4 separate regions of the Mus musculus genome follow, and all the other regions are linked to region 3. The links are chromatin contacts, called in public HiCAR-type, HiChIP or PLAC-seq and capture Hi-C maps. All regions are on one chromosome and are shown on one strand. Each heading gives the region's core, a stretch centred on a gene start, on an enhancer-like site or on the middle of the called end of the contact. The rest is flanking DNA. Distances are from core to core; before and after follow the strand shown. Region 1 holds the start of Wdr60 (WD repeat domain 60). Region 2 holds the start of D430020J02Rik (RIKEN cDNA D430020J02 gene). Region 3 holds the start of Sp8 (trans-acting transcription factor 8). Region 4 holds the start of Esyt2 (extended synaptotagmin-like protein 2).

Region 1 (4,656 bases), core at 1,227-3,726, 2.6 Mb after region 3:
GCAGATAAGGGTTAGCACCTCTCTCAACAGCTTCTCAGAGAACTTGGAAGCGCTCTGTTCTCTTACTGTTCTCAAGAGATAGCAGCCCTTTTTGTTACTGACTCTCAATATAATTCTCTCAGCCTGCTCTAGACATTTAAGTAAGAAAAGTAAAACTGTGGGAAAGCAGCTTTATTAAGATTTATGCTGCAGCACAGTACAATATACTACGCTGCTGAGAGTAGCAAGTGTGATGGAGGCTTGTCTGGACTGACCTGAGGAGAGTGAGTGAGAACAGAGCTGCCTGTGCAGACAATAAGGGAAGACATGGGCATACATGCAGTCTCCTTTCTGCTGCTGAAGGAGTCTCTAGCAGAGGGTTGCCCATCTTCCTAGGCATGCTGGGCCTGATGCTTGTTCTGTCTGAGTATCAGAGTGGAACATTCAGAGTGGCTGTAGAGGTAGGGGAGTGATATCAATTCAGGAAAGTTTCAGGGCACCCGAAGCTGCTGTAGCCATCGTAAAGACTCCTGAACTGAACTAGTCACAGGGCATCAGATATAGCCAAGGTCTTGAGTAGTCCTCTGGAATAGCTCTTGAGGCATATCTGGCAGCCTGGCTATGCTCCAGTGTGGCAGCTATCTCCAGTAGCTAAGCCTAGAGAAAGGGTGACTCAGTCCAGCCTTTCCACTAGCCTAAGTAGTTCCAACTATCAAAGGTGGAAAGAAGAAAAGGAAGTGTACACCCTGGGGAAGGGTAGGATACTGATGCTGTTCTGTCTCATTGCCGCTTTGTATAAATACCTAGCTTATGTTAACAATATAGGTAGTCTTTATGGAACACCAATATACAAAGACATCCTGCCAATGCCACATGTGACTTTAAAGCCTAGAGAGATGTGAGAGAAAGGTACTGAGTTTTGTAACAAAGTTGGTTTTCACTGTGAAATAAAAAGGCTTTGTTTGTATCCATAATAATGTGAAATTATAAATTAGTGTATAATCTAATTAGGGACATGGAAATTAAAAATGAAGACTATACACAAAAGAGAACGGAGGATAGCAACAAGTACATAAGTTATAAACTTTGAATTAAATCTGTAGGAAAGTGGTGCTGGACCAACACAGGAATGTTTGGGAAGAGTGAATGGACAGGGTGAAGGATCCATCTCCCAGGCAGGCCATGCATCTGAACAGTGTGTGAATATTTAGGCGACTGCAGTGAGCAGAGAGTGGTGTTCCTTACTCGATCCTTCCCCTTCATTACCTGACTTTATTCTTTCCCCATGAACCTATCCCAACATCCAACTATAGCACCTGTCTCCCATTTGAATGCTTTGTAGCTTCACATTAAGAAGTTTTGTGTCATGACATTCAATACCCTTCACAAATTTGCACACACCTCCCTTTTCATCTCTAGCCATCTCTCCAGTCATGAAATCCAGACCCTTTGTTACAGGTGTGCTCTGCTCATTAAAGAAGCTTCTAATCACATGTGGGCTTTGGGTACTTGGGAGGTGGCTAGTCTTGACATATTCTGTAAGTAAAGAATTTTGAAGACACTACAAGTTTTTAAAAATACGTTAATACTTCAAATATATACTGCACGTTAAAGTGATAACAGTTTATGCCTGTCTCTGGTAAAATATACTATTAAATTTAACCTTTTTCAACTTTTGAAAATGTAGCTCCTGGGGTTGGGGAGATAGCTCCGTAGATAAAGCATTTGTCATGCAAGCACGCAGACCAGGGTCTGGATCACCATCACCCACGTAAAAGTCAGATGGGGCAGCCTGCTTCTAACCTCAGTGCTCATGAGGCAGAAATGGCCATAGGCAAGAACCAGTAAAATTCTGTAAGAACTGGACCAAAATAAACCACAGCCAACACCAAGATTACCTTCCCTCTAAGAAATGTACTGGATTAGTAGAAACAAAGATAATAGACCTTAAGCAAAGATGAAAGACTTAATGTATGTTAGTACCTTTTGTATGACAAGGATTTGGCTTAGTGACCTTTGTGTGGTGTTAAGTGAGTGGAAAGTCAAATTCTAACGTGGGTTACAGTAATATGTAACTTAGAAAAGTGTGCGAATAGTAAACTTCTCATCTGCAGAAAAAGCTCAGAATGCTAACATACGATCTAGATACTTCCTAAGTATCGCTAGGCAGACAGCCTAGTCTTGAACTCACAAAGATCCTTCTGCCTTGTCTCCATTGTAATAGAATTAACTAAAGGTGTGCGCTGCCGCAGTTGGCCACAAATGATTTTCATGAAAAGACAGTCTATAGGGTGTGAGTTGAGGAGGCAAAGCCTTGTTCAAGTATAAAGCTCAATCACCGTTTCCTTCCCATCTCTCGTTGTCAACTGTGAGGGTCAAAGAAGGATCAGACAAAGAAACTCAAGACATAAGAAAAGGCTCCTGCGTGTTTGCAGAAAACACGGGCGCGCAGGCGCGCGTGCTGGGGACGGCCGCGGGGCATGCTGGGCCAGCGCCTTCGGCCCGTTGCTAGGAGGCGGGGACGCCGGCCCTCCTGGGACCCAAGTCGCAGCAGGCCTGGCTGGCTGGTAGAGCTGAGCGACGGCGGGTTTATCTTCCTCCGGTGGCCCGCGCCTGCTGGGCCGAGGACACGCGGCTGTCCCGGCCTCGAGGAGCGATGGAGCCTGGGAAGGTCGGTGCGCCGCGGGGCCCAGCCTGGTCCGGCCCGCGCCCCCATTACCCCCCTCTTTCTTGGCAATGGAGATCGGGTTCCTCCTGGGCCTGCACTTAGGAGAGAGCTGGAGGCGGAGTTTGGGTCGAGGTCTCAGCTCTGCTGTTGCCTCTCACTTCTTAGCTCCAGGTGCGGTTTGTGGAGGAGTTTCTGGACTCATCCAGAGGCGAGGCTGAGTGTCAACTTCAGGAAGGCACAGGACTCCTGAAAAAAAAGTGCCGCAAGGTGAAACATGAGTCTCGTTAAGGTAGAAGGTTGTTGACTTTAACTTTGGTAGGTCGTTTATATCAAAAATCCATCTCTTAGGTTTTCCGGTTTGGTGCAATACAGGTTTTTAAAGTATGTCCTTATGGCCCTATTAACAACTCATGATAAATCCTATGAATTACCTTAGCGTCTATTATAAAGGACCCTTGTCTGCTTTAATTAATTTAGGTCTTCTCTTTCCATCTTTTAGTTTACTGGGTAAAAGTTTGCCCATTTTGTTGATCTTTCTGAAAGAGTCAGCTCTTTAGTTTCATTGATTCTTCGTACTGGTTTGTGTTGTTACAGTTTCTTTGATTTCAGTCCTGAGTTTGATTTTTTTTTTTTTGTGCCATCTACTCTTTTGGGGTTATTATTTCTTCTTGTTTTTCTAGGGCTTTCAGGTGCATCATGAAATTACCAATATAAAACCTCTCTAGTTTTTTGGTGGAGACACTTGGTGCTATGAACTTTCGTCTTACAAACTGTGTTCATTGTGCCCTGTAGGTTTGGCTATGTTGAATTTTTATTCAGTTTTAAAAAGTTTATTTTCCTCTGTGATTTTTGTTTTGACTCAATTTTCATTCAGTAGTAAGTTGTTCAGTGTCCATGAGTTTGTTTGGTATTGTTGATATTCAGCTTTACTCCATGGTGGTCAGATAGGATTCAGGGTGCTATTTCAGTTTTCTTATATGTATTGAGGCTTGCCTTGTGTTCTAATATGTGATCATGAGCTTTGGAAAAGAAAGAATATTCTTTAGAGTTTGGGTGGGATATTTGTGTGTGTGTTTGTCTGTCAATTTGACTTACGATATTTTTTGTTTGTTTTGTTTTTTCATTTGCTTTTTTAAACTCCAGCAACTTCTCTGTTTAGTTTTTTTTTTTTGGATGACCTGTCTGGATGGAAGTCAGGTATTGAAGCCATGCACTACCACTGTGGTTTTTATCTGTAGTAGTGTTTCTTTTATGAACATAGGCACTCTTGTGTCTGGTGCATAAATGTTTAGAACTGCCATTGTTGTGTTTTATAAAAAAGAAAAAGAAGCCAGGGATATGTTTGGTAGGGGTGCGGTGTGGTGTGGGGGAAGAGTGTCCCTCTGCAGGCCCATGCTGAGGCATCCCTTCCCCCTGAGGTAAAGGTATAGTATAGAATAGAGTTTACTTAGGGCATGGTGAGGGGAGTTAGGAAAGAGAGGGAGAGGGGGGAGAGGGGGAGGGGGAGAGGGAGAGAGCAGCCATTAACAGGTGGCAAGAGAGGAAGGAAGGGAATGGGGAGAGAAGGGACAGAGGATAAGCAGTTAAGAGGGCAAGAGGAGAGAAGAGAGTGAGGAGGGGTAAGCCGCCTCTTTTACAGTGAGTCAGGCACACCTGGCTGTTGCCAGGTAACTATGGGGTACAACCTAGAAGAAATGCTAACGCAATATTATTTTTTTCCTTTTGATAGATTTTTTCCCCCTTGAGGAGTATATAATGTCCTTTTCTATCTCTTCTGGTTAGTTTTGGCTTGAACTCTCCTTTGCCACATACTAATATGGCGACACCTGCTTTTTTCGTGGGCCGATTTGCTTGGAATACCTTTTCTAGCCTTTTTAAATCCCTAAGGTAATGTCTGTCATTCATGGTGAGGTTTGTTTCTTGGATGCAGCAGAAAGATGGGCCCTGTTTTCTAATCCAGTCTACTAGTCTATGTCTCTTTATTGGGTAATTGAGACTACTGATGTTGA
Region 2 (4,266 bases), core at 932-3,431, 2.4 Mb after region 3:
AACTACAATAAAAGTAAAACACATAACTTACATCAAGTTGAAGAAACTGCAGAAACTCTTCAACCAACTCCTTAGATACTGCTTGGATGAACGCCTCACGTTTTTCCATGACGGATGTGACTGTTCTAAGGGAGCCTTACAACCCTAGTAAGATACAATCAGACCAAAACGTAAATGTGCAAAATGTCCCGTAAGTTTTAATTTAATACAAACATTCAAGAAACTTTATACCACTACAGAAGACAGTTTATAACACTATGATACAAAACTGCAATAATCTGAAAAAAAATCTGATGATGTTATAAACAAAACATCTATGTGATCACCAATTATCAATGTAACTACAATGAAAGCAACAAGAAATTAAAACTGCCTCAGGAATCTTACTTTCTCTTACGTTTAGCCTTTTAGATGCTGGCTTGGGAAGAAAGACCTGACTTATGCAATAGGGTCAGGCTCATCTCCACATCTGAATTCTGCAGACTCCACTTCTAAAGTCCCATTCCTCCAAGAAGATCCCACCCAACAATTCTCTCTTGTTTTTCAAGAGAGAGACTTGGAAGTAAAACCACAAAAACAGCCCTGAGGTCACCTGGGAGCTTGTTAGGCAGTGCATCTGTGCCCCACTCCAGCACCCTCCCCTCCTCTGCACACCTACAGGATAATGAGAGCTCTGGGGACCTTGCTCATTCTTCTTCCTACATGTGATCTCCCAGGTAAAATGCCATCCTATTTTACCTTTACACCTGGTGCTACGATGACATACTCAAAACAAAAACCTAACAATACAGTTACAACAAATGATATTTGCAACAGGTCTTCTCATCTTAAGAATAAATTTGAAAATCTCTCATACCTTTAGAAATACAGCAATATGGAGAATTATTGGCATTAATTATAGAGTGTGAATCACAATAAATATGCATTCCTATTCTAAATTGAATAAAAGTAGAAAATAACCTCAATTTGACAACTCCTCATATTAGTAAATTTTAAATATAGCCACTTCATTCCCCGATTCAAATGGCTGAATTGTGAACCATAACTTTTTTGTGATGAATAAAATGGAGAGGGAAAGGTGGGTTGCCAGTATCACCACTTTACTAATTATGGTCACTTTGTTTACTTAAGTACATGTCTTTGGCAACTTAGTATGCCATATAATGTCTACATATGCTACTTACAAACCGTGACTCCGTATCTTGATTTTTCTCTTTCCTTAGTTCATAACTAAGTTGCTCCCTAGATCAGTCCTAGGTATAGGTTCGGGTTCCTCCCTTATGTCAGTGCAAGAATAAATCCAGCGTCTTCACCACCACGTCAGGCCCCAGTTAAGTGTCAACACTGCTGTCCTCCCTAGTCAGCTCCCCAGCCCCGTGCCAGGATCTTCCATGTCATTCTCTGGTCAGGGCTGGGGTTCTCGCTAGTCAACCCGGGTGCAGGTCTTTGGTACTACCTACTCACCCAGGCTCCTTCTCAGGGGTCTTCTCTAGTCAGACTCAGGTCTGCGTCCCCGGTCCTCCGTAGTCTGCATCAGGTCCTTGCCTGAGAGCCTCCCTACTGTGCGCAGGTCATTTTCCGGAGTCCTCGCCAGTCACACTCGGGCCCTCTCCCGGGGTCGTCCTAGTCTGAGGTCCTACCTAGTGAACCCGGGTTCCAGGCTGAGATCCTCCCTGGCGAGCCCCGCTTCTCGGTCTGGGATCCTTCCCAGTCAGCCGGGGGATCCCGCTCTGCCCTCCCGCAGCACCTCCCGCTCCACAAGCGCTCGAAACCGATGGCGGCCGCGGACGTGAGACCCGCGACGGTGTCCGCCGCCCAGCCGCGGTCGCCGGCCGCCGAGTCCTACTCACCTCCCACCCAACTCACCGCGCGGCGCTCACCTCACCACAGACCCATAGTTTCCCGCGCTCGGACCAGATTCAAACACACCCGCGTATACCCCGGACGCTCCCGCCCTCCACCCCGTCACCAGTCGCCGCTCTCACGAGATCTGACGCCGTCCCGGCCACGCCCATATCCCCCACAGCTCTGCAGCCAGGCTCCGCCCCCAAGGCCCAAGCACCGCCTCCTGGGCGTGACTCAGAGCCTCTGGCGGGAGTCTCTTTAGCGCGCTCACGGGATGCGCAGGCGCAGAGCTGCTGGCTGTGTTTCCCGCCCTCCGCCCACACACACCCACCTTCCTTGGGAGCGCTGCTGTTGCTTCTGTGTTCCTTGCCAGCTGCTCGGTGAGACGTCACGCTGATATCAGACGGAGGAGGGAGAGCAAGTCCGAGACTGCTCAAGTGGTAACCAAGAAGATTCTTGAAGAAATCCTGCCTCGGTTCGGGATCCCTAAGGTAATCGGCTCAGACAATGGGCCCGCATTTGTTGCCCAGGTAAGTCAGGAATTGGCCACACAATTGGGGACTAATTGGAAGTTTCTAAGTGTGCTTATAGGCCCCAGAGCTCAGGACAGGTAGAAAGAATGAGTAGGACTTTAAAAGAGACCCTTACTAAATTAGTCATGGAGACCGGCGGAAAGGACTGGGTGACTCTCCTTCCCTTTGCGCTCCTCAGGGTCCGAAACACTCCTGGACATTTCGGTCTTACCCCTTATGAGATTCTCTTTGGGGGACCGCCTCCCTTAACTGAGTCAGGTGGGATATTGGATCTTGGCACTGACTCATCCTCACCCTCTGCTCTTTTTGCTCACCTAAAGGCCCTAGAGGTTGTTAAAACACAGATCTGCAACCAGATCAGAGAAGCCTACACTCCGGGAACCATAGCAGTGCCTCACGGGTTCCAGGTTGGAGACTCAGTCTTGGTCAGACGACATCGCACTGGCACGCTTGAGCCCCGGTGGAAAGGACCGTATCTGGTGCTGTTGACCACCCCCACGGCAGTAAAAGTAGACGGGATCGCTGCTTGGATCCATGCCTCCCACGTCAAAAAGGCACCCAGCCAAGATGAAGACAACTGGATGGTGGCAGCCACTGACAATCCTCTTAAGCTTCGCTTGGGTCACAGGAGTCACCCTGGGCCTAAAGAACCACAACCCACACCAGCCTCTGACTCTAACTTGGCAAGTTCTCGGTCCTGATTCGGATCAGGTCTTGTTTACCACCTCCAAAACAGCGCCGCCAGGGACATGGTGGCCAGACCTAGCCTTCTGCCTCAAACAGATAATTCCAGCTGCTAGAAGCACTCCCCCTAATCTAGTAAGAAGCTATGGATTCTACTGCTGCCCAGAGCACAGCAAGTGGTCCTTATGCGGAGGGTCAGCCTCCTATTATTGTGGCCAATGGAATTGTGTTACTTCCAACGATGGTGATTGGAAATGGGCTAGTGGTCATGTTCCTGACAGGGCTGAGTTCTCTTTTCAGAACTCAGGGCCTGGAAAGCACACCGTAATGGAACTGTATAAAAGGGCTGACTGTCGCCCCGATGATTTAGACAGAGTACTGATCAAATTTACAGACACAGGAAAAAAATATGACATCAAGGCATGGATAAGGGGCATGCGGTGGGGATTAGTTTTTTATGACTATAGTGGAAAGCCTGGGTCATCAGTCATGGTTCGTTTGAGCCTCAGTAGCCCCCGACCCAACCAGTAGGACCTAACCCTGTTCTAGTTGAAAAGCCTTCGTTACTGCTTCCCAGGCCTACCATCCCTGGGTCTCCATCAGACTATCCGACCAAGGCTCACACTCCTTCCTTGGATCGGGTTCCAACCACTCCCATGCCCCCAGATACCAAGAATCGCCTATTTAGCCTAATACAAGGGGCATTCCTGGTCCTCAATCGTACTGATCCCAACATTACTCGGTCTTGCTGGCTGTGCTATGCCTCTAGCCCCCCTTATTATGAGGGAATTGCTCAGATGAGGATTTATAATAAAACTTCAGACCCCTCTCAATGCCCTTGGGGGGAAAACAGAAAGTTGACTCTGGCAGCAATCTCAGGAAGTGGACTTTGTTTAGGCCGGGTACCTCATGACAGACGGCACCTCTGTAATCAGACCCAGCACGTACAGCCTAGCGAAGGTGGTCAGTATCTAGTCGTCCCCCCCCCCCATAGACACAGTATGGGCTTGCAACACAGGTCTCCTTGTGTGTCTACTTCTGTTTTTAATGGTTCCAAAGATTTCTGCATTCTGGTTCAACTTGTTCCTAGACTCCTATACCATGATGATAGCTCCTTTGTAGATGAATTTGATCACCGGGTCCGCTGGAAGAGAGAACCCATCACCTTAACCTTAGCAGTACTTTTAGGACTAGGAATAGCGGC
Region 3 (4,438 bases), core at 366-2,865:
CGCCGCCTCCCCCGCCGCCGCCGCCGCTGCCCCCCGAGACGCCCGGAGCCTGGAACACAGAGTAGTCGTTGGCAAAGGGCGAGCTGGAAGCGGCAGCCGCCGCAGCTGCTGCCGCTGCGGCGGCGCTGCTGGAGGTGAGAGAGAAGGCGCTGGAGCCGGGCGAGCCTCCGCAGCTAAAAGAGTCGGACACCAGGGCTGCGGCCGCCGCTGCTGCCGCCGCTGCCGCCGCTGCGGCTGAGGAGGAGCCGCCGTTCCGGGAGGCCCCCGACACACCGAAGCTAGAGAGACTGGAACCCACTACGTTGCAGCTGCCGGAGGAGGAAGACGAGGAGCGTTTCCAAGGGTGGAAGCCTTTACCGAAGGAAGAAGAGCTGTCCGACAGGGAGGAGGGAGACGGGCTGGGGCTGCCGATCTTATTACAGGTAGCAGCAAGCATGGCCAGAGGAGTGGATCCCAACCTCGGTTCTTCCTGAGACCGGAGCAGAGAAGAAGGGTGGGGGAGGGGTAGTGGGCAAAGGGCCGGTGGGGGAGGGAGGAAAGAAATGTGTATTAGTCCCCTGGTAGCCTCCAGACGCCCCACTGCTCCCCATCTCTAGCTGCTGCACACTGCCACCAACTTACCCTGCACCCCCAGCTGCCCCGGCGCCCGGCTGCCTCCTACTCTACAGGAGGGGACAAGTTTGGCGGCGAGCGTCTGATTCTGGAGCAAAGCGCCACGCTAAAGAAGAGTTTAACAAGAATTCTCAACTAAGACGGCACTCTTGTGTTCACAAAGCCCTAGACGCTTTCGATCAAACGAACAGAAAGTCCAAATCCAGACTAGGGAGGGAGAAGTTTCCTTTTTACCTTACAACCTGGGGAAATTTCTGGATTGCGTTTAAGATCACTACACTGCAATCCCAAGAGAGCTTTGAAAACTCTTTTCAGATCCCCCTCAACCCATCCTTAGTTGCTTCTCCCCGGCTCTTCCATTACTCGCTCTTCCATTTTTTTCTTCTCTCTCTCTCTCTCTCTCTCTCTCTCTCTCTCTCTCTCTCTCTCTCCACCCCCTTCATCTCTCTCTCTCAATATATATCTCTCTATAATGGTAGAAATAAGACGAGCTCAACGTACCTGCAATACAAACCGGGCTGAGGAAAAATATTAAGGGGAAGGGGGAGAATCTGCAGTATGCCCAGGAGGGAAAAACTTACTCGCGTTCCCCTTCGAAATCGTCGAGTGTATTAGGGGCTATGCTCAGTTCTCCCGAGCAGGGAGCGGCCAGGCTCTGCGAGGTGGCGGGTCTCAATGCCCTACGAACCTTTCCTGTGCTGAAAAAAAAAAAAGTGGCTCTGCCTCCTCCCCCCCCCCTTTCTTTTTTCTAAACTCACTTGTATTTAGGGGGGTGGTGGTGGCTCTCAATAGAGAGACTGATAGCCCGTGGCCTGGCCGGGGCGACTTTAACCCCCTCCGATAGGCAATAAAAGGAAACTAATTAAACCAGCAAGAGAAGATCCTGAGACTCACCCCTAGAAGTGAAGTTGCCATCACACAGAAGCGCCCTCCTCCTCTCAGAGGATCTTTTTTATATTGATAAATCAGAGGCAGTGTTTTTTTTAGAGGTGTGCAATACAATGATCAGTTCCGCCCATTCCGCCACAATTGTAGCTCCCTCTCCGGCTTTGAAGTGCCGCGGAGGCGCGGCCAGCCAATCTGTGGCCTCGCCGGGCCGCGCGGCGCGCGCGCCGTGAGGTCATCGGCGCCGGCGGGAGTGTGGGGGTGCGAGTGTCGCAGAGTGTGCGTGTGCGCGCGCGTGAAAAATGATCGCGAGTGTGACCCACCTCGGAGAGAGCAGTGTAGAAAGCGGAGGGGTAACTGGGCAGGGTCGCAAAAACCGTGACCTAGCAAGGGCAGAGAGTGGTCGTACAACCACCGAGAGCGGGCCGAGTAACTACGTGTGTGACAAAAGGGGTCAGGGACAGAGCTGGAAAGTGTGTAAGGTAACTGAGTCCTTCTACCGTAGGGAGTCAGGAGCGACAGTACGTTCAATCCCGGGTGTGGAGAGGCGTGCACCCGTTTGGTGTAGGTGGAGAGTGGGTGCGCGCGATCGAGAGGGAAGACCGACGTGTGCGTGCGCGCGAGCACCAAAGCTAGGGGTAGGGAACCGAAACAATACAATAAAGTGTACGTGCCTAAGAGATTGGCGGTCTGGATAGAGAAACTGCGAAGTTGAGTGAGGCCAGTAAATAAACGCCCCAAGTCCTATCTTCAAGTTACTAACTTCCTCTGCCCTTTGAACATAAAAAAAGGAGTGACCCCCCCCCCCCAGCTTCCTGGACTCTTTCAGTATAGTTTTGAAGAAAATCTTGATACTTACCTTCCATTTCCTGATGTTTCGGTCAAATAGAAAGATTGGAAAGGGGGTAGTGATATGGTGCAAGTGTGCGCCTGCGCCTTTGAGTCCTTACTTAGATCTGGCCGCCCTTACCCTCTACCAGAGGTGGGATTCAAGCTTTGGAAGTGCACGTCCTGGAGGAGGTGTGTTTGCCCCTTGGCATGCAGTAAAATTACAAAAGGATTAGATGGAAAGAGGAGTAAGAGGGGGTGTGTTTTTCTCCCATTGGATGAGAAATTGAGGAGCATTTTACCCAGTTTATAAGTTTTCTCAGGTAACCCCACTGTGCCTTTCTGACAGAAAAATCAGAATGACTGAAATCTGTTGGTACTATTTATGTAAGAATGGAGGTGAGCTTTTCGGGCTGCATTTATAGGAGCATCTATGGTTTGAGCAAGCCATCTACCAGTGCGTTCGAGTCATCATGCGCATTTACTTCAAATTCTCTGCGTTTTAGTCACTTACTTGCTATTTTTATTATTAGTTGCCTTCAGAAATGTCATTACAATTCTGTGGTCACCACAACAGAAATTCTTAAGCCACAAAAAGGCCAGTACCAGTATGAAAGGAGAAAATCTAGTCCTTGGAGTCTTGTTGAATATTCATGCATTTTAAAACCACAATAATTCCTATTTTACCCTGTTAGGAAGACTCTCAGAAGTCTAATACTAAAGGGGAATTGATTAAAATGTGAGTAGATGACAGAACTGATGTGTTTTGACTTGGGAGACTTTTTTTTTTTAATTGGTTGTTCTCAAGTGTATTGCAGGTTCTGAAGATGTCAAAAATTAATTCTCCTGGGTTATGCAGAAGTCCAAAGTAGGGCTTCATCCTTTGCATAAATTTCACCTGCACAGTTAGACCTAATGTTTGTTGTGCAGGGATTTGCACTTCTGAGCCTTTTTTTTTTCATGTGCAGGGGTATTGACTGTACATCATATCTATTGATTAAGGGAGTAAGGGACATCCACATACTTAGAAGTAACTGTGAAGTAAATTAATGAACTGCTTTCTTTCTCTGAAAGCTAACGCTTACCATAAATGTCCTGTTTCTCTCTGCAAGCCCCTCTGAATGATTTTAGCGTGTTGAGAAGGCGTGACAGGACAGCCCAGAAGGAGGAAGGGGTGGGGGAAGGAGGGAACTCCGTTTAACAAATAAAAGAGAATTAACTTCATTGCTTTGGTCTCCTTCCATAATGATATTCATTTTAAGAACCTAATATACAGTTGTTCAAATTTGGGGTTTAACGTTAATCAATACCATCACCCTCAAAGGTGGAGGGAAGTGCTTTGAAGGAAGACTCCTTCTTATGAATAGTTATTGTATCTTTTTATCCTCCTATCTTCTGGAAGAAAAGGAGGCAGGGTTATTAAAAAGTTAAATGCTGAGCATGAGAGTAAACAGAGGCGTTAACCAGTTTCCTCAAAAATTCGGGAATTAGAAAAACTCAGCATCATGTGACTGCAGTTCTGAGCTACTCCATTTTAGGCTAATGCTAACATCTTTCATTTGTAGAAGTGCATTTAGAATCACATGCCATTCTTCCTATGACAATGAGTCACAATGTTGGTGTGAATTTAGTGAAGATGCTAGATTCTTCCATTTGCATGAGGTTTGCTTTCAGCACTGAGGGTTTGTAAAGGTTTGTATATATAGCTTACACTAGAAAATATTTATCAGTGTGTCACTGATGTATGGTATACATACACATTTAAATTTACACATTCAAGTTACTCCCATTATGAAAGTGGGAGATTGCTGAAAGACTTCTTTCTCCTTTGCTTGATTTCCTGTCTTCCCTTCCTCCATGAAAGGGATAGTGTGTGTATAATGAGGTTATCAAACAGCAGAGTTAAAACACTCATAGTCTGGCTTCTACTTTAAATGAAACTACTCTCAATGACACCCCCAACACCAACACACACACACACACACACACACACACACACTTTGAGAAGTAACTCAAGCACACTTGAATCCTGTCCTATGAAAGAGAAGATGACAGATACAGCTGGTCTGGTTAAGCCATTGAAGGCAGAGTTCAGTTCACCTGTTTTGATATT
Region 4 (4,650 bases), core at 204-2,703, 2.6 Mb after region 3:
AAAAAGATGATAATGCCTTCTCCAATAGGTTCAAATACTCAATAAGTAAAAAGCAATTTTAGGAAAAAATAATCAATACCATAACTTATCATTACTGTTAACACTTTCAAAATCTCCCTCTATATATGTTAGATCCTGGATATTAAATGATCATATCAAAGTGCCTAGTCTTCCCTCTGGTATTTTAAACAATGAAACAAACATTTCAATTCTTCTAACATAAGCTTTTCAGGAACACTTCAATCGTGTTAGACACAACTAAGAAATGAATGAGTCTTCCTGATTTTTTTAATTAACTTCTCCCCATATTGGCTGTCACTACTTTTTAAATCAGAAAGGAGAATCTGGACGGTTCCAGGCCTGCAGCGCCATGCTTGCAAAAGGTTTACAGAATCGCTCTGGACAACTGAGATCTCATCGCCCACCAAGTGTGCTTCTGGGCGGTAGTCACTGCCAGCATGAGAGGAGGAAGAGGCCCAGCAACTAACAATGACCAGTTCTGCCAAGTTAGGAAGTATTCACTACCTGCGCACTTTGCTAGCGATGGGCGAGGAGGACTGAAAGCCAGGAAGAGGACTGAGAGCGGACACTCTCGGAGCAGATAATGACCAGGACACCTCGCCCAGGATGAGGGTGGGGACAGCAATAAGGACACCTGACTTAGGTGGGGGAGGCGGTGCGCTGACACAAGTGAGACTCGGACGCAGACCGTCGCTCAGAGCCGGGGTGGGCCACAGTGGCCAGAACTCCCGAGGAAAGCAGGTGGGCAGAGTGCTGACAGCAGACAGCAGTTTACAGCAGGAGAGGCAGACAGCAGTAAGGTCGCACACCTGACTCGGTCCGGGATCCTGGTTGTGCGGATCCCGGATCGGACGGAGATTCGGAACAAGCGGTGGCTGACACTTCACTCGGGCTGGGGCTTGAGTTCCCCACCCGTCACTGAGAAGGGGAGAAGGGTGGTGCGGACCTGACTCCGCTCAGGTCTGGGGGGGCAACACTCACCCAGGCGGGCAGGTCGCAGGCGCGCACTCCCAGGCGCACAGCTTGCTCCTCGTCCTCCAACAGCGCCAGCGCGCGGCACAGGCGGCTGGCCTTGAGGCCGCGGCTCCGGCGGCACCAGGCGAGCAGCCCGAGCGCCAGCAGCACCCAACTGAAGCTCAGCCCCAGGTAGCCCAGGGCGTACACCGGCAGCAGCAGCGCGAAGCTGCGCGCCAGCTGCCCCAGCAGCCCCGGCAAGTCCACACTCAGAGCGCTGCCCGGGGCCTCGGGCTCGGAGCGGCCCCCAGCCCGGCCAGGACCGGCCTCCGGCCCCTCGCCCCCCGCGCTACTCATCTCCAGCCGCGCTGAGCACTCCTCCCTGCCGAGGCGGGCGCGGCTCTCCCACGGACCGCAGGTCGCTCTAGCCCGCGCGCCAGCGCCCCACTGAGGGGGACCGCGGGCTCCACCGCTCCACTCCTCAAACGGGCGGGACTTGCCGTCATCACAGTGCGCAGGGCCCTCCCCCACCGAGGCCTCTCCCAGAGAGGGGCTTGCTCGGGCTGAGTGCGTGGTTTGGTGACGCAATCAGCATGCGCCCGACTCTTCCTCACTGGGATCCACTGTTCAGAGACAGCCGACCCTGAAAGAATCTAGGGCGGGGCGACGTGTCAGTCGCCAACCGGATCCCGCTCCCTCGTCCGCGCCCTCAGGAAAGATCCCCCGGCGGCGAATGGTCTGTGCCTGGTGTCATCGCGCGGTCGGACCCGCCTCTGCGCTGGGGTTGCTGTGCTGCTACTCTCCGGTCGTTACACCAAGAAGGGGCTGCAGGCGAAGCCATCACGCCAGGCAGGCCCCGCCCCTAACCTGTGAGGGCGGTTCGGTCTGCGCCCTCGGAGGGTGGGCGCCGCGCCAGGGGGACACACCCGGACTTGGCTCGCAGGGACGGCCGGAGAGGGAGGTGTGGCTTCCGCGGGTGTTGGAAGGGAGCAATGGCCCTGACTAGTGGGAAGGCTAGCGGGCTGAGTCCTTTCCAGCTTAGCGGAGAGCTCGGCGTTCGTCAGCCAACCTCTTGCCTGTCCTAGCTCCCTGGCGGAGAACTTGAACTTGCAGGTTCCTAGGGTGAGAGGATGGCTCCTGGGCCTGCCTCTGTGGAATGAGAACTTTGCGCCTGCTGCAGTAAAATTTACCTTGAGGCCTTACTGTGTGGTGGCGCCTCTGGGTCTAGTACTCCTTCAGGTCTGACTTCCCAAACAAAATGGCCCCAGTGAGCTTAGGAAAGCACAGTTGTCATGAAGATTTAAAAAAAAAAAAAAAAAAAAAAAAGGCAGCCAGGGTCCACCACCCCCTACCCCCGTCAAGGCCAAACTCTTAGGGGACATCTGAGGGGACATATGTGAAGCTTGCAAAAAAGAAAAAGGAAAAAAGGGAAGTAAGGAAAGGGAAGAGAAGAGAAAAAAAGACATCTGCTTTAAAGTTTGCTAAAGAGGAGCTGGAGAGATGGCCCAGCACCTGAGAACCCAATTCCTGAGTCAATTCCCAAAATCCACATCTGGCTGTTCACATGCACCTGTATCTAAAGCTCCATGGGATCTAATACCTCTGGTCTTCACAATCGCCTGTACACACACACACACACACACACACACACACAGAGGCATAATTTTTAAGAAAATTTTCCAGGAGGATAATTCCACGACTATGATTGTGGAATGTTGCAGATTCAGAGCCAAGTTATCCTGGGTCATACTTTGTTCCATTAGTAGCCATTCATTGCCCATCTCTTGTGTCTGATTTTATGCCACAATCCTTGTGATTCAAATATTAACCCACCACTACCTTGCACCAACACAAAGCTACCAGTGTCATCAGTATCTGAAACCTACAGAAAACAAAGTTCCCACTTTTCTGCAACCTGATGTTTTTGATTCACCAATGTATTTGAAAAAATAAATGCCTTGGTTTATGTAGTAAGTTCTGAATGAACAAATAAATGCAAATAAATAAATAAATGCAAAGTCACCTGTGGAAGATTTTCCCGTGAGTATGTGTGAATATGTATTACAGCATTTCAGAGACATGCCATGTTTGAAAGAGAGCAGTAGTCTGCTCGACAAAGGGCAATAAACCAAGCAAAGTGTCATAGAGTGCTATTGCTGTGGGGAGACTCCATGACCATGGCAACTTATAAAAGGAAACATTTAATTGGGGCTGGCCTACAGTTTCAGAGATTGAGTACATTATCATCATGGTAGGAAGCTCGGTGGCATGCAGGCAAATATGGCACTGTAGAAGCAGCTGTGAGATCCACATCCAGATCTGCCCACAGCAGGAAGAGAGAAGCCCTGGGCTCCTAATGGGTTTTTTGAAACCTCAATATCCACCCCCAGTGACACACTTCCTCCAGCAAGGCCAACCTCCCAGTCTTTCAAATAGTGCCCTTCCCTGGTGACCCAGGATTCAAATCTCTGATCCTACAGCGGGCATTCTTATTCAAACCACCTCACAAGAAGGGTATGTCCTTTTTTTCTTTCACTTTATTTTGTGTACTTCCACATGAAATTACATCATATAAACCATAAAAAAGCAAAAGAGCAAATGGCAACCCATTTTTCCCACATCAGAAGTTAACGCTCTGAATGCTGCTAAGTTCTAATAATGTCTAAATAAGGGATCCCAGGATGGAGAGATGTCTCAGTGATTAAGAGTGCTTGCTGACCTTCCAGAGGAACAGAGTTTGGTTCCCAGCAGCCACATTAGACAGCATACAAGAGGAATCCTAAGGAACACCCCTCCTTCTAAACCAGAACCCTGAAACAGGATCAAAGCTAGGAAGTCTAATGACGCTCACCTCTCACACACCCTGGAGCCCAGAGGCTACAAAAATAGACAAGCTGACTTATCTCCTGACTCACAGTTTTGGAAAACTGTCCAAAAAAACAGTTTCTGGGACAGGAGAAGCCATGCTCTTACCCCTCCCTACTCTTGATTGCAAAACCCCTCCCAGACTGAACTGTGCATTCTCTTACACCCTGGCCACTAGGTCTTGAGATCCAAACTCTCAGAGCAATAAAAGTCTGCTCTTGCCATTGAGGCTCCAGTCCATAGTTGTCTTAGGGTTTTACAGCTGTGAACAGACACTATGACCAAGGCAAGCCTTATAAAGAACAACATTCAATTGGTTCAGAGGTTCAATCCAGTATCATCACGGCAGGAATAAGGCAGCATCTAGGCAGGCATGGTGCAGGAGGAGCTGAGAGTTCTACATCTTCCATCTGAAGGATGTTAGCAGAATACTGTCCTCCAGGCAGCTAGAATGAGGGTCTTAAAGCCCACACCCACAGTGACACACCTACTCCACCAAAGCCATACCTCCAAATAGTGCACTCCCTGGACCAAGCATTTTCAAACCATGACACTATACATTAATTTAGGTGATGGAAAGACTAGTTTCTTATGCTTGTGTGGCAGCTGAGGTCTCTGTTTTGTTGCTGGTTGTCACCTTTATGTTCTTCCATGTTGCCACCTCCACAAGTCTTCTACAGTGTTGTGTTTTCCCCCTTATTTTTCAGGTATCTTTCTGACCTTTTAACATGTTAACTTCTTTTAAAGGCAGGCCCATGCAAAGATATTATTTTCTCTCATTCTCCAACCATTCAGTTAACGTGTGTGTGT

Evidence for each region. HiCAR-type assays count read pairs that join an accessible place to other places. HiChIP or PLAC-seq counts read pairs in DNA pulled down with a chosen protein or histone mark. Capture Hi-C pulls out chosen DNA fragments and counts their contacts.
Region 1: a contact with region 3 is called in an H3K4me3 HiChIP or PLAC-seq map of embryonic forebrain, with 4 times the contacts expected there. The contact joins the promoter of Wdr60 here to the promoter of Sp8 in region 3. A contact is called at or near these places in 4 of 39 promoter capture datasets (cranial neural crest, hippocampal neurons, liver and 1 more) and 1 of 115 datasets of contacts at active chromatin or transcription factors (embryonic forebrain).
Region 2: a capture Hi-C map of embryonic tail shows a contact between it and region 3, with 14 times the contacts expected there. The contact joins the promoter of D430020J02Rik here to the promoter of Sp8 in region 3. A contact is called at or near these places in 1 of 39 promoter capture datasets (pre-B cells), 1 of 115 datasets of contacts at active chromatin or transcription factors (stem cell-derived neural progenitor cells) and 1 of 9 other capture datasets (embryonic tail).
Region 4: a HiCAR-type map of astrocytes shows a contact between it and region 3, with 5 times the contacts expected there. The contact joins the promoter of Esyt2 here to the promoter of Sp8 in region 3. A contact is called at or near these places in 4 of 39 promoter capture datasets (cranial neural crest, hippocampal neurons, liver and 1 more) and 2 of 115 datasets of contacts at active chromatin or transcription factors (astrocytes and embryonic midbrain).

What each region holds. Positions count from the first base shown.
Region 1 is chr12:116,260,845-116,265,500 of GRCm38.p6, reverse strand. Wdr60 (WD repeat domain 60) reads left to right here and starts at 2,476. Exons shown (of 22, transcript NM_146039.3): 1 at 2,476-2,650. The coding sequence starts at 2,636.
Region 2 is chr12:116,403,076-116,407,341 of GRCm38.p6, reverse strand. D430020J02Rik (RIKEN cDNA D430020J02 gene) reads left to right here and starts at 2,181. Exons shown (of 2, transcript NR_028421.1): 1 at 2,181-2,375; 2 at 2,699-4,266. Ncapg2 (non-SMC condensin II complex, subunit G2) reads right to left here and starts at 1,906. Exons shown (of 29, transcript NM_133762.4): 1 at 1,881-1,906; 2 at 1,465-1,640; 3 at 32-144. The coding sequence starts at 109.
Region 3 is chr12:118,844,410-118,848,847 of GRCm38.p6, reverse strand. Sp8 (trans-acting transcription factor 8) reads right to left here and starts at 1,615. Exons shown (of 2, transcript NM_001379379.1): 1 at 1,507-1,615; 2 at 1-469. The coding sequence starts at 1,527.
Region 4 is chr12:116,278,025-116,282,674 of GRCm38.p6, reverse strand. Esyt2 (extended synaptotagmin-like protein 2) reads right to left here and starts at 1,453. Exons shown (of 22, transcript NM_028731.5): 1 at 1,003-1,453. The coding sequence starts at 1,332.